3 separate regions of the Hordeum vulgare genome follow, and all the other regions are linked to region 2. The links are chromatin contacts, called in public Hi-C maps. All regions are on one chromosome and are shown on one strand. Each heading gives the region's core, a stretch centred on a gene start, on an enhancer-like site or on the middle of the called end of the contact. The rest is flanking DNA. Distances are from core to core; before and after follow the strand shown. Region 1 holds the start of LOC123443499. Region 2 has its middle 73 kb from the start of LOC123439782. Region 3 has its middle 61 kb from the start of LOC123443498.

Region 1 (3,986 bases), core at 1,121-3,620, 880 kb after region 2:
GTATGCAACGCTGCATGTATATCTCCTGTGACTTGCGAGTATGGTTGAATTCCTCTAGCTTTTCCCCGATCCCATGCAGTCTGAACTATCACCTCGACATCTTCCTCCGCGAGCCATCTTGCTTCAAATTTCCTTGGACCCGTCGGACCCCTTGGTTGTGAACCTTGATGGAAGTCAGTGTCAATCAAGATCGGTCGGTGATCCAACTTGTTAAAAGGTTCATTTGAAACACCATATATTGGAAACATATCTGCCCAAGTGCTACTCGAAACAGCTCTGTCAAGCTGTTCTCGTATTTGACCTCTTCGCGAGCTGAAAATGTCCCCCGAATAGCCAAGGTCATCAAGCCTGCAGTCGCTCAGCGCACTGCTAAAAGCATGCATACAACGTTGGGGGCGTGCCTGCCCCCCTTCTTTCTCATGAGCATGTAATATTTCATTAAAGTCCCCTGCCACTAACCATTGCAGACCAGTCATTGCGTGAAGTTCACGCAAATACTCCCACGACAAGTGTTTCCAGTTGCTACCTGGCTCGCCATAGAATCTAGTGAACCGCCATCCTGCAGGTGTTTCCTCCTTGATGCGTATGTCTATGAAGTTTGCCCGAGCTTCCCAAGATGAGACTCCCATGCTGGTTTGCCAAAGCATGATCGGTCCTCCACTTCTGTCGTCACTTTCCCACACTTCCATCTCATCAAACCCCAATCTCCTCCTTAGTTTTCCTGCCTTAGCCTTGTCCAGATGTGTTTCAGATAGGAACAACACATCTGACTTTATTCGCTCTTGGATCCCCAAGAGCGCCCGAACTGCCGCAGGTTTACGCATCCCACGGTAGTTCCATACAAGGATTTTCATTGCGACCGGTCGAGCCCCTTCTCGGAGCTCGCCGATAAATTGTGGCTGGCATCCATCACAACCGAGTTGTCCTTCCTTAACCTCTTCGAATCATGCGATGAAGTGTCACCATCCTCATCTTCCTTCTATGTGATCAATTCCATCTGCGAGTGAACCACCACCGCATTTGACATAGCGACCGGGGGCTCCTGTGCTTGGGCTGACAGCCCCGCTTCGGTAGCTGCAGGGTTCGTGCTCTTCTCCTCAAAGGTAAGACTTTTTCGCCCAGAAAATTTATCTCCTACCTCCCCCCAATAGGTTTCACAGGGCTATTGCTAGTGTCATTCAGATCATCATCATCATCCGAGCCATTGTTTCTTCCCCGACCACCCGTGTTAGCCCTGTCCTTCTGCCTACCCTTCAAGCTTTGACCTGTTTGCCTCCTTACTCCTGGCCGAGCTGCAAGTATGAACTCACCCTACTCCATGTTCTGCGGGTCATGCTTTCCATTACCATGCTCGAGGTATGTATGTCCCATATGGCCACACACATAGCAGAACACCGGCATCTTCTTGTATAGAACCGAGTAATACACCTTCTTTTTATCCTTCGTGATAGAGACATATCTCATCAGTGACTCATGGATGTCAAGCTTAACTCTGATCCTCACAATCCTTCCATCACCCCACCTGGGGTTTAGCATTACCTTCTCCACCGTTCCAACTTTCTTTGTCAATGATTGAACCACGTGTTCCTTCCCGAAGAGTGGAGGAAGATCAACAATCTGGATCCAGACTGCAAGTTTATCCAGCACCACTTCATCGTATCTGGTGTATCCATCATACTTCTCAATTAGCACTCCATGATCACGAAACAGCCAAGGACCCTCTTCCAATCCCCCAGGCAGTTTACTATCAGGGAGAATAGGTTTTCGCCCAACGGTTTGAAGGTTACTCCGTGCGCTAGGCTCCACACAAGTCTCATCGTCTCGTAGAACAAACCCCTACTAAAAGGCTTGTTCGTATGCACCATCGCCAGCGCCATGAACTTCGCTTCCTCGATCTCATGTGGGAACTCCTGATTAAAGATCAGATCGTCCTCCTCCCGCTCCTGAAGATTGAGTTTCTCGATCATCTCCTCAACTCCGATTGGCTTTCCTCCGGAGGCTGCGCTTCCTGCTGACGGTTGCGATCCCGATCCCGTCATGGCCAAAACCTAGCAAGCTACGTATTCCAGCCGCCAAAACCCTAGCAACCCGCAAAAGGAACCAAGGTCGGGTAGAGTTCGGGATCGAGAACCTAGTCGAGAAGGAGTAGGATTGGTGGTAGAGTTCGGATCAGCCTTGCAGTGTCGCCACGAGAGGTATCTAAAACCCGAGGGGAAAACCCGTTTTAGATGCTCTTTTTTTTTAAGGCGGTTTTAGACGCTCTTACGTACACGTATAAAGCGTTTTTTGTTTTTGTTTTGAGAAACGCTTACGTTTTCTTCGGTGGGCTCTGAAAGAGCACGTAAAAAACAACAGTACGAGCCCACCCTACTGGAAAAAAGCCCATACACTCGACCTTCTCCCCTTCACATTTCCACCTGATCTCGCCGCCGCGACGCACCACCGCCGGCGCTGACCTGCCCTTCCCAACATCCGCCTGCTCGAAGTGCGTCCTGTTTTTGCTTTTATTTCGAGCGTCTCCTCCGTGCTCAGCGGGCTACCGCCCTGCAGCAGATCCCGCGACCCCGATGCCTACTCAGGCCGCCCCGACGCCTCCTCCCGCCGAACCGCTGCCAAGTTCGTCAGATTCTACCTCCCCTACGGTTCGCGACCTGTCCCCTGCTGCTTATGGTTTAGAGTTATTTATTTTTCTGACGTGCTTTGAGTGGGGATGACCCAGGAGGACGCTGAGGCGGATGCGGAAGGCACGCCGTCGAGGTCTGGGCCAGTGGGGACAGTAAGCTGGGGAACTGGGACCCTCGTAGGCGTATTCACCGGTCTTCTCTACGGCGGGGCCAAGGAGGCCAACGCCAACGTCGTAAGCTACCGCCCCACTTCATTATTACATCTTCCTTTCTGTTACTGCCTCGTATGTAACCTTTGTGGATGTAAAAATGGAGCTGATTAGTGATAATAATCAGTACACATATATAGGAACTAGAGTTCTAGCATAATTTTGTAAATTTACAAAATACAGACTACCTTATGCAACAGTATTGAATTAGAACATATATATAGGAAATTACTCGTTACCTACTTAGGATTTGGTATCCCAAAAATTTGATTAGATATTTACCCCTTTCTTTCTTTCTTTTTGCTGAGGATGATATTTCACTCCTTTCCCTCTAAATGTTAGCATGCTTTAGGCCAAAAGAATGACTTATGTGAAAACTACATTCGTATCCTATTTTACAGAGCAAAGATGCTGAAGTGATGTTGAAGATGGGGAGCACCACAGACAAGCGCGAACAGTATAGGTTGATGAGAGATGCCATGGAGAAAAGGTTCATCCGGGTTGCCAAAGGCTCACTAGTTGGTGGTGCTCGCCTTGGGATGTTCACTGCAACTTTCTTTGGCATACAGAACCTTCTTATTGAGAACCGTGGGGTACATGATGTGTTCAATATTGCTGGAGCTGGCTCGGCTACTGCAGCCGCTTTTGGGCTTATATGTATGTATCTCACCATTTTTTATCTTGGATTTTAGTTGCATTTGGTTAAAACATCTCATTGGTCACCAAAAAACATTTACCTATTATTGTATACTAAGGTATAACATGAAAAGCTTATGAAATATACTATAAACTGATTAAAATGGAATATAGAACAGCACCGCATTCATAGTTAGAAGTTAACCAGACATACCCTCAGTGTGTTGCTATGGCTAACCCTGGTTTGTAACTACTACTCTTTGTTAAATACTCCCTCCGTCCCAAAATTCTTGTCTTAAGTTTGTCTAGAAATGGATGTATGTATACATCCATTTCTAGACAAACTTAAGACAAGAATTTTGGGACGGAGGGAGTATTCTGTTGTTGGCAATGATTATACTATTAGTTATCACAGGCTATTTAGTTAACTGTAAGGTTGGCTGCCTCTAGAGGCCTTCTATGGCTATGTAACCCCTAACATTTGATGATTGCAGTATCGGGTATATGGTTTGATGGA
Region 2 (3,521 bases), core at 137-2,636:
CGATAAAACAATCGTATATTTCGGGATAAATCAGCGGCATCTTGGACTGGTATCGTCTCATACGCATCGCCACGACCGACGGACACAGCATTACAGCGCTGCGCACAGCCCAGCATTAGTGAGTCTACAGGTGCCGTCGCACATGCACGCACGAACAGCTAGCAGATAGGAGTAGGACACATATGGGAATGCTGCCGTGCCGTGCCGTGCCGTCCTAGGGTCCAACGAACTTTGCATGTGTTGTTCAACTTTTTCAGGAACAAGCTAAGCTCTGTCTAATATGATGATGCATGGACCCAACACAACAGCTGGCGCAACTTGTCTTAACTATGTATATTTAACAGGAAGCGCTGTCCGCTTGAATGCGGTGATGGTAGGAGTGACCAATTAGTCAAACGAGTCAAGTTAGATTGACGTACTCCTTGACCTCCGACGCCTGAGAGCTTAAACTAGCCGTGCTTTCACGTGGGGAAGATATTCTATTCTCGCGTAGTAGCATGCCTGACCATGGTACACTTGGATTATCTTCAGACCGACCCTGGTACGCGAGTGAGTTTACCCTACCGAAATCACCAATTTTGACACCAAATCCAGATGGAAACGGCGAATCCCCAAGGAACGACACATCCCGTCGGCGCTCTGGATCGGATGGATGCCAGGCGCAAATTCTGCTTGGCTTTGCGGCTTGGGGGCACGGAACCCGGCAATCATCGTACCAACTGCCCCCACACGGACACGGCAACCGAAAAGCGCGGGGGAGCACCGGAGCCTTGATTGTTTTTTTTTTTTTTTTTTTTGCTTTCTTTCGCCCTTATAAACGGGCACTCGGCCATCCATGATTAAGCAAACCACTAGCACATGACACAAGGGCAGAGAAAGGGAGGAAGAACACACCAAGCCACGGCGGGAAACAGTACACCACGGTATTCAGGGCCCGTGATTCCTGCGGTTCTAGGGGCGCCTCCGCGCGCAAAATGGGAAACAACACGATCTGCAAATTTTGCTCGCCGGGGATGAAGCAGGGAAATACGCTAGCCCACGCGGCGTACGTGGGTGAGGATGTCGGTCGGTAGAAACGGTAAAGAAACCGCATCTAGGCGGAATGTTGTTGCCGCCCACCTGTCTAGGTTGGGAAAGGATTGCCTGGGCTTTGGATTAGGCTTGGACGGCGGTCAAGGGCTAAAGCCTGACGCCCCACGTCGTGCGCCTGCAGCAGGGTACAAAAAAACATATACTACGATTCAAAATAAGGGAGTACAAAAACCTTCTTAAACTAGAAGTGGTAATGTAATCATGTACTACTGGTACTAGTTAATTACTCTACAGTTTGGGAAAGGACACTGCATTCGCAGCGGTGAACATGGCAAAAGGCCCTTTCAGCACATGCGCCGGGGCCCACATGCCTGTCTAGTGTACTGTAGTACTGTGCTCCCATGCCTTGCATCCATCCTCCTCCCGTGGGCCTCTCCTCTCCATCACGCTGGAAGTGATCACGCACACGCAGCTGCGTCTGTGTGTGAACTGGTCTCTGGTTGACACGAGTTCGCTGCGGCCATGAACCCATGTCTGTGCTTTGCCTCAAGGCGCTCACCACAACTTTAGAGCAACTCCAACCGATCCAAACGAAAGGTGATTTCGTTCGCTTTTCGTTTGATTGCCTCGCGTATCCGTTCCGGTTATGATTTGGGATGACAGCGCGTCTAACGTGTCGATCCATATTTGTCCGTCTGGTCGGCTAGCCGCCGGTTTTTGAACAAATACAGATATTTTTCATATTTTGCAACAACAAATGATATATCGTAGTTTCACAATTAAAAATAAAATATAGCAAAGTTTTACAAGCCCAATAAAAATTAAATTGTCTACAAAATACACCTATTAATTGCCAACATGATTTCATATATGCTCAACCAAATCATCTTGTAACTAAATATGGGTTTTCAAATCACGCATTTCATGAAGAAACTCGGTGAACCGTGCAAACGATACCGCTTCTCCGCCATGCTGAGGCACCACATTGTCACCCTGAAATTCAAACCCTTGACCGTGTAGACATTCCGGGCGCTCATCCTCTACTATTATATTGTGCATGATCACACAAGCAGTCATCACTTCCCATAACTTTTTGGTGCTCCAAGTTCTAGCATGATACCGAACTATGCCCATCGAGATTGCGGAACACCAAAGGCACGCTCGACATCCTTCCTAGCACTCTCTTGCTCTTGGGCAAATCTTTTCCTCTTCTCTCCGACAAGGTTGGAGATTGTTTTCACAATAGCGGTCCACTGTGGATAGACTCTGTCAGCTAGATAGTATCCTTTGTTGTAGTTGTGACCATTGATGTTAACATTGACTGGCGGACTGTTGCCTTCGGCAAGCCTTATAAACACCGGCGATCGTTGAAGCACGTTGATATCATTGAGCAATCCGGCCATGCCAAAGAAAGAATGCCAGATCCAGAGATCTTGAGAGGCCACGGCCTCAAGTATGACGGTGCAAGCCTTGGCATGGTCCTTGTGCTGGCCTTGCCAAGCAGAAGAGCAATTATTACGTATCCAGTGCATGCAGTCTATGCTGCCAAGCATTCATGGGAAGCCCCCGCTGGCATTAGTCGTCAACAAGCGGGCTATGTCTGCATCAGTCGGCTCTCTCAAATACTTGGGGCCAAACACTGCAATCATAGCCTTGTAGAATTTGTATAATGACTCTAGGCATGTAGACTCACTCATACGGACGTACTCATCGATAAGATCACCGTGTACTCCATAAGAAAGCATCTCGATGTGAGCAGTGCATTTCTAATAAGACGAGAAGCCAATCCTTTTAATGGCATCCTCTTTGCACTCGAAGTAGTTATCGTATCCAACCACCCCCTCTCGAATCCGGTTGAAAACATGCCTAGCCATACGGAAACGACGCCTGAATTTCTGATGTTTGCAGAGCAGATTGCTTGTGTCAAAGTAGTCCTTCCATAGAAGGAAATGGTCTCTCTCTCGGTTGCGATTCAACATCGGAACATGCCTCGAAATCGAGCCCCGGAACAGCGACCGCTGCCTATTAATGTGATCATGGACCAACACGGAAGCAACATCTCCTCATCGTTGGATGAGGGATCGTCAGAGTCACACAGAACATTATGGAAAAAGAACTCGTCGGCGCAATCCATTTTTTACCTTAAGGAAAACCGTCGAACAGCTTCCGAGCGTGGCCGACGGAGCTTACTGACGACGGCAGGTTGGGGTCGAGGAAGCTGCGGTCCCCCGAGGGTGATGCGGCCGGTGGCGTGGGCTAGGCGCTGCGGTACGGGAGGAGGTAGCCGTAACTAGGCGGTGACGAGGGGGCTGAGGGCGAGGCGAGGCGAGGGCTAGATGGAGGTGGAGAACGACCAATGTGCCACCGACTGGCGAGCCAGGGAATGGTGGAAGTGCGCGTCGTTCGCGTCCGCTTTGTGTCTGCGTCGACCCAAATTAGGCTCAAAATTAGGCCGGAAATGGGTCGGCACGGCGATGAAAAGCGGACAC
Region 3 (3,961 bases), core at 29-2,528, 750 kb after region 2:
AAAGGAGGGAATGGGTGATCCTACGAGAAGTCTACATATTTTTTTAATAAAAAGGGTGGATGTGCCTATCAATTAGGGAATGATTTTAAAAACAGGTAGGAAGTGGTTTCATAGGATTTGGAGTTGGTATGAATTACCTATGAATTTACTAATGTTGATTAAATGGAAATAGGTGCTATGAATTTGGCCTAGAGAAACAATGTATGAGGAAAATGTTCCCCTAGGCTCGAAAAATAGAGAATGATTTTAGAGTCATCTAGAAATTGGAATCACACCATTTGGAGTTGATTTGCATGTTATACGAATTTTGCAAGGAGGGGTTTGAATAGATAAAATTCAATTTTGGTTTTAATCCCTACAGGAAAGGTATGTGGAAAATGTGCAATGCGCATATTTGGATAGGTAGTGATTTTAGAAACTCCTAGAAATTTGAATATGTTGATTTGGAGCTCATATGATTTAATTATGAATTATATGAGCTTTAAAAAGAAAAAGAGGAAAGGGGGTTATACCAGAGAGGCTATAATGCGCCCAGGGCGCGTGTTAATCAGATGGGCCGGCCGAGCGGCTTGGCCACCCGGGCAGACCAGCCTTGTCGAAGGCGCTTCCATGGGATGCGATTCTCCAGTGGGGAGGCAGGACACGCGATGGGGTGCCTCCACTTACTCGGGGCGGGGCCACCCGTCGGTGCCTCGGCCTCTGGCCGACAGGCGGGGCCCGCCCGCCCCTTTCTCTCTCTCCTCTTACCCCTTCTTCTACCTCACGTCACGGGCATAGAGGGCCATCGGCCGTCGCTGTTCTGGCCACCCCGCTGTGGCGGGCGCTGAGTCGATGGTCCGGGCGGATGCCCCAATCCATGCCGCGACCGGGGATGGTCGTGTGAGCCACAGAGACGCCCAAAGTGAGGGGGCCAACATCAGGGGCGGACGGCGATGCTGACGTCTCGTGGGGGCACGGTTCAGTCACGGGAATGGAGCCTTAGTGATTCCGGGAGCTTCCCCTGCTGACGGCGTCCCTCTGGAGCTCTCAGTCGAGGTGAGGGAGGGTCGGTTGGCTCGGATGCGAGGGTGGCCGCGTCGACACCATGGCGGCCGCAGGAAGAGGGAGATGGCTCGGGGGCTCACAGTGGAGGCCCGAGAGGTCTACTGGAGGGAGGGTTGAGCGCAGGGGCAGCAAGGGGGGTCGAGGGCGAGGTAATTGAGGGGGGAGGCAAGATGGAGCTCGGTGGACTTAGATGCTCTGTGTGCGGCGGGAGCATGCGTGTCTGAGATGCTTGGAGCCTAGCTGGCGTCATGGAGGGGGACAAGGATGGAGATAGGGATTCACTGGCGCGCTGGGGCACTTTACCACTGTGCGACAAGAGTTGCAGGACGAGGACAAGGCGCAGAGCTACGTTTCTGCAAGTCAGTGGCATGGCCACCACGCCAGTGTGTGTCCAGGACCACCATGTGGTCACGCCACGTTGTCAAACATGCAAGGCATGCTTTCTAGAGAGTGATGGAGGAGTTTGGTCTTAGATGGTGCAGTGTAGGTGGGGTTTCATCTCTATTTAAGTTTGCAGCAACAAACGTCGGGCTAGCATAAAGTGTTTTAGTGTGAGGCATTTGAAATGAAACATTGTCTAGTAGTTATAGGCCTGGAGAAACTACAAGACTACCAAGTTTCAGTTCAGGGAGAGGAGTACAACTAGCACTTGTAGTTCAAGGCTTCATTTGTTCCAAAAATCAAGTTTTAGAAGGGCTGCTCATATTTTCCACATGAGCATGCCATATATTTCTTTGAAATGGTGCATTAGCACACTAGAGGTATTTGAAAAGCCTCTGGGGCATTTGCGTGATCACAATAAATGGAGGAGGGGTAAAAGAGGTGTTGCCCTCGTGAAAAGGAGAGAGAAAGAGAGGGAGTTACAATCCAATAATTTATCGGAGGCCTTGGAAAAGTTACTCGACGTGGTAGAGGTCTAGCAAAAGTTGTTTAAAAAAATTTGAGCTCATGGAGAATAGTAGAAGGGGTCATAGCAACAAATTTGATAAGTGAGTAGAAGGTGTTTGATGGGTGTTAGGGCTAGCAAATGGATTCCACCTTCTATCAAACATAACAAGATCACATGATAGGTGAAAATGAAATTGGATACCACATTTGGGATTTGTTGGAGAAAGTTTCCAATGTAGACTTGAAAAACCCAAGAAATGGGTGGAAATGGTTTTCTGAAGATAAACTCATGTCAATTAATTCCCACTAATGCACCACTAGGTGTGGTGGTATTATTTCAGTATTAGAGCATGCCCAAAAAGTTTGGGATCAATTGGAGAAACTTTATAATGTAAAGTTTCCAAATTCAAGAAATCAGCAGTAGTGGTTTTGAGGGGCTTGGGACAAGTTAATTTGATCCCCTTGATGCACCACCTAGTGTGGATGCATTATTATGGTATGAGAACATGTCCAAAAAATTTGAACACATTTGGAGATACTTGACAATGTAGAGTTGCTCAAACTTGGTTCTGGACAGACAAGGTTTTGGATTATTGAGGTGAACCAAATCATCTTAGACACAGATGGAACTTGGCAAGATCATCACATATATCATGTGTGACTTGCTATAGTTTTCCTAGAATTTTTTGAGAATATTTCTTGTAGAAATATTTCAAAAGATTGAAATACGAAGAAAGGGTCTTGAAGGGTTTTGTCCAATATTTTGACCATGACCATGTGTTGAAACTCTTATATATAGAATATATATGCCCACTGAGTTTCCCTAATTTTTCTCAAATATTTTAGAAGCAAGAGAAATAGTTCCCTTCATAAAAGACCATTCCTAGCCTCAGGAAAAGGTATTTAAATAAATTAGTAAAATAACTTTTAAAATGATATTTTTGTGGTTTTGGGAAGTCTTATTGATAATAGAGTTTAAATAAAACATTTGGGGCAAAACTTCTCCCTTAATCTGAGGACTTGTAGTACAAATCTCACTTAAAAGGGTTTTGAAAAGCTAAACCAAATAAATGCTTTTGGTTAAAAATATATTTGGAAAACATAATTAGGTTTTATGCATATGGTATGGTCATTGGGCATGGACTTTGGTCAAGGAGGTGAGCCTAAAGAGTAGTAGGAACTTTTGTGATTTAAAACACAAGCAAACAAGCAAGCAAACAATCAATCACATCAAGGACCACAAACACTCACCAAAATTTTAATTGGTCCTAATTTTTGAGCTATGTTAATTTAGTCAGGAGAGTAAAAACACACAGGGTGTGATAGTTCCCGAAAGGGTTTAAACCCGTAAACATGAAAAATATGATGGGAGAACAAACCCGGTCATAAGGGTTGAAGACTTCCTTCTCCGCATTCATATGGCTCGAGGATATGACCTCCATGCCATAAAATATTTTCCATTAAAGCTTAAAGGACCGGCACGACATTGGCTGAACAGCCTCACCGAAAACTCCAATGGGAGTTGGGAAGAGATCTAGGATGCTTTCCAAGCTAAACTTCAAGGTACCTATGTCCATCCCTCGAACGTCGATGACCAGAGCCACATAGTTCAACAGCTCAGCGAGTCAGCCCGGTAATTTTGGAACTAATTCCTAGCTAAGAAGAACCAAATCATCGACTGTTTGGACACTGAGGCACTAACCTCTTTCAAACACAACATCTAGGACGAATGGCTAGCTCGCTAGATTGGCCAAGACAAGCCGAAAACAATGGCGGCCCTTACGTCACTTATGACCCGCTTTTGCGCAGGCGAGGGCAGTTGGTTAGCTCGTCGAAGCAATAATCCCAGAGGTCCCAGCACCTCTGAAGTTCGGTATGGAAACGGGAAACCACGACGCAACAAGAACAAGCATCGACACAACAACAACGATGCCGAGGATATGGCACTAAATGCCAGATTCAGCAACTCAAAATCAGGACCGCGAAAGAAGACCTCTAAAGGGAAATGGGATGGACCTACCGCGCTAGT

What was found. Hi-C and Micro-C count contacts between places; a contact is called where the count stands out from the background.
Region 1: a contact with region 2 is called in a Hi-C map of leaf, with 2.9 times the contacts expected there. The contact joins the promoter of LOC123443499 here to the enhancer-like site in region 2. A contact is called at or near these places in 4 of 6 Hi-C or Micro-C datasets (leaf and seedling).
Region 3: a Hi-C map of leaf shows a contact between it and region 2, with 2.2 times the contacts expected there. The contact joins two enhancer-like sites. A contact is called at or near these places in 2 of 6 Hi-C or Micro-C datasets (leaf and seedling).

What each region holds. Positions count from the first base shown.
Region 1 is chr3H:196,409,966-196,413,951 of MorexV3_pseudomolecules_assembly, forward strand. LOC123443499 reads left to right here and starts at 2,371. Exons shown (of 4, transcript XM_045119884.1): 1 at 2,371-2,642; 2 at 2,720-2,857; 3 at 3,235-3,490. The coding sequence starts at 2,568.
Region 2 is chr3H:195,535,450-195,538,970 of MorexV3_pseudomolecules_assembly, forward strand. No RefSeq gene overlaps it. Among protein-coding and RNA genes, the nearest start is that of LOC123439782, 73 kb to the left of the region's middle. Within about 2 kb of position 1,387, at least 3 of the 3 cell types and tissues checked have open chromatin away from gene starts, as enhancers often do. A contact at or near this core is called in leaf and seedling, where this site is marked.
Region 3 is chr3H:196,281,498-196,285,458 of MorexV3_pseudomolecules_assembly, forward strand. No RefSeq gene overlaps it. Among protein-coding and RNA genes, the nearest start is that of LOC123443498, 61 kb to the left of the region's middle. Within about 2 kb of position 1,279, at least 3 of the 3 cell types and tissues checked have open chromatin away from gene starts, as enhancers often do. A contact at or near this core is called in leaf and seedling, where this site is marked.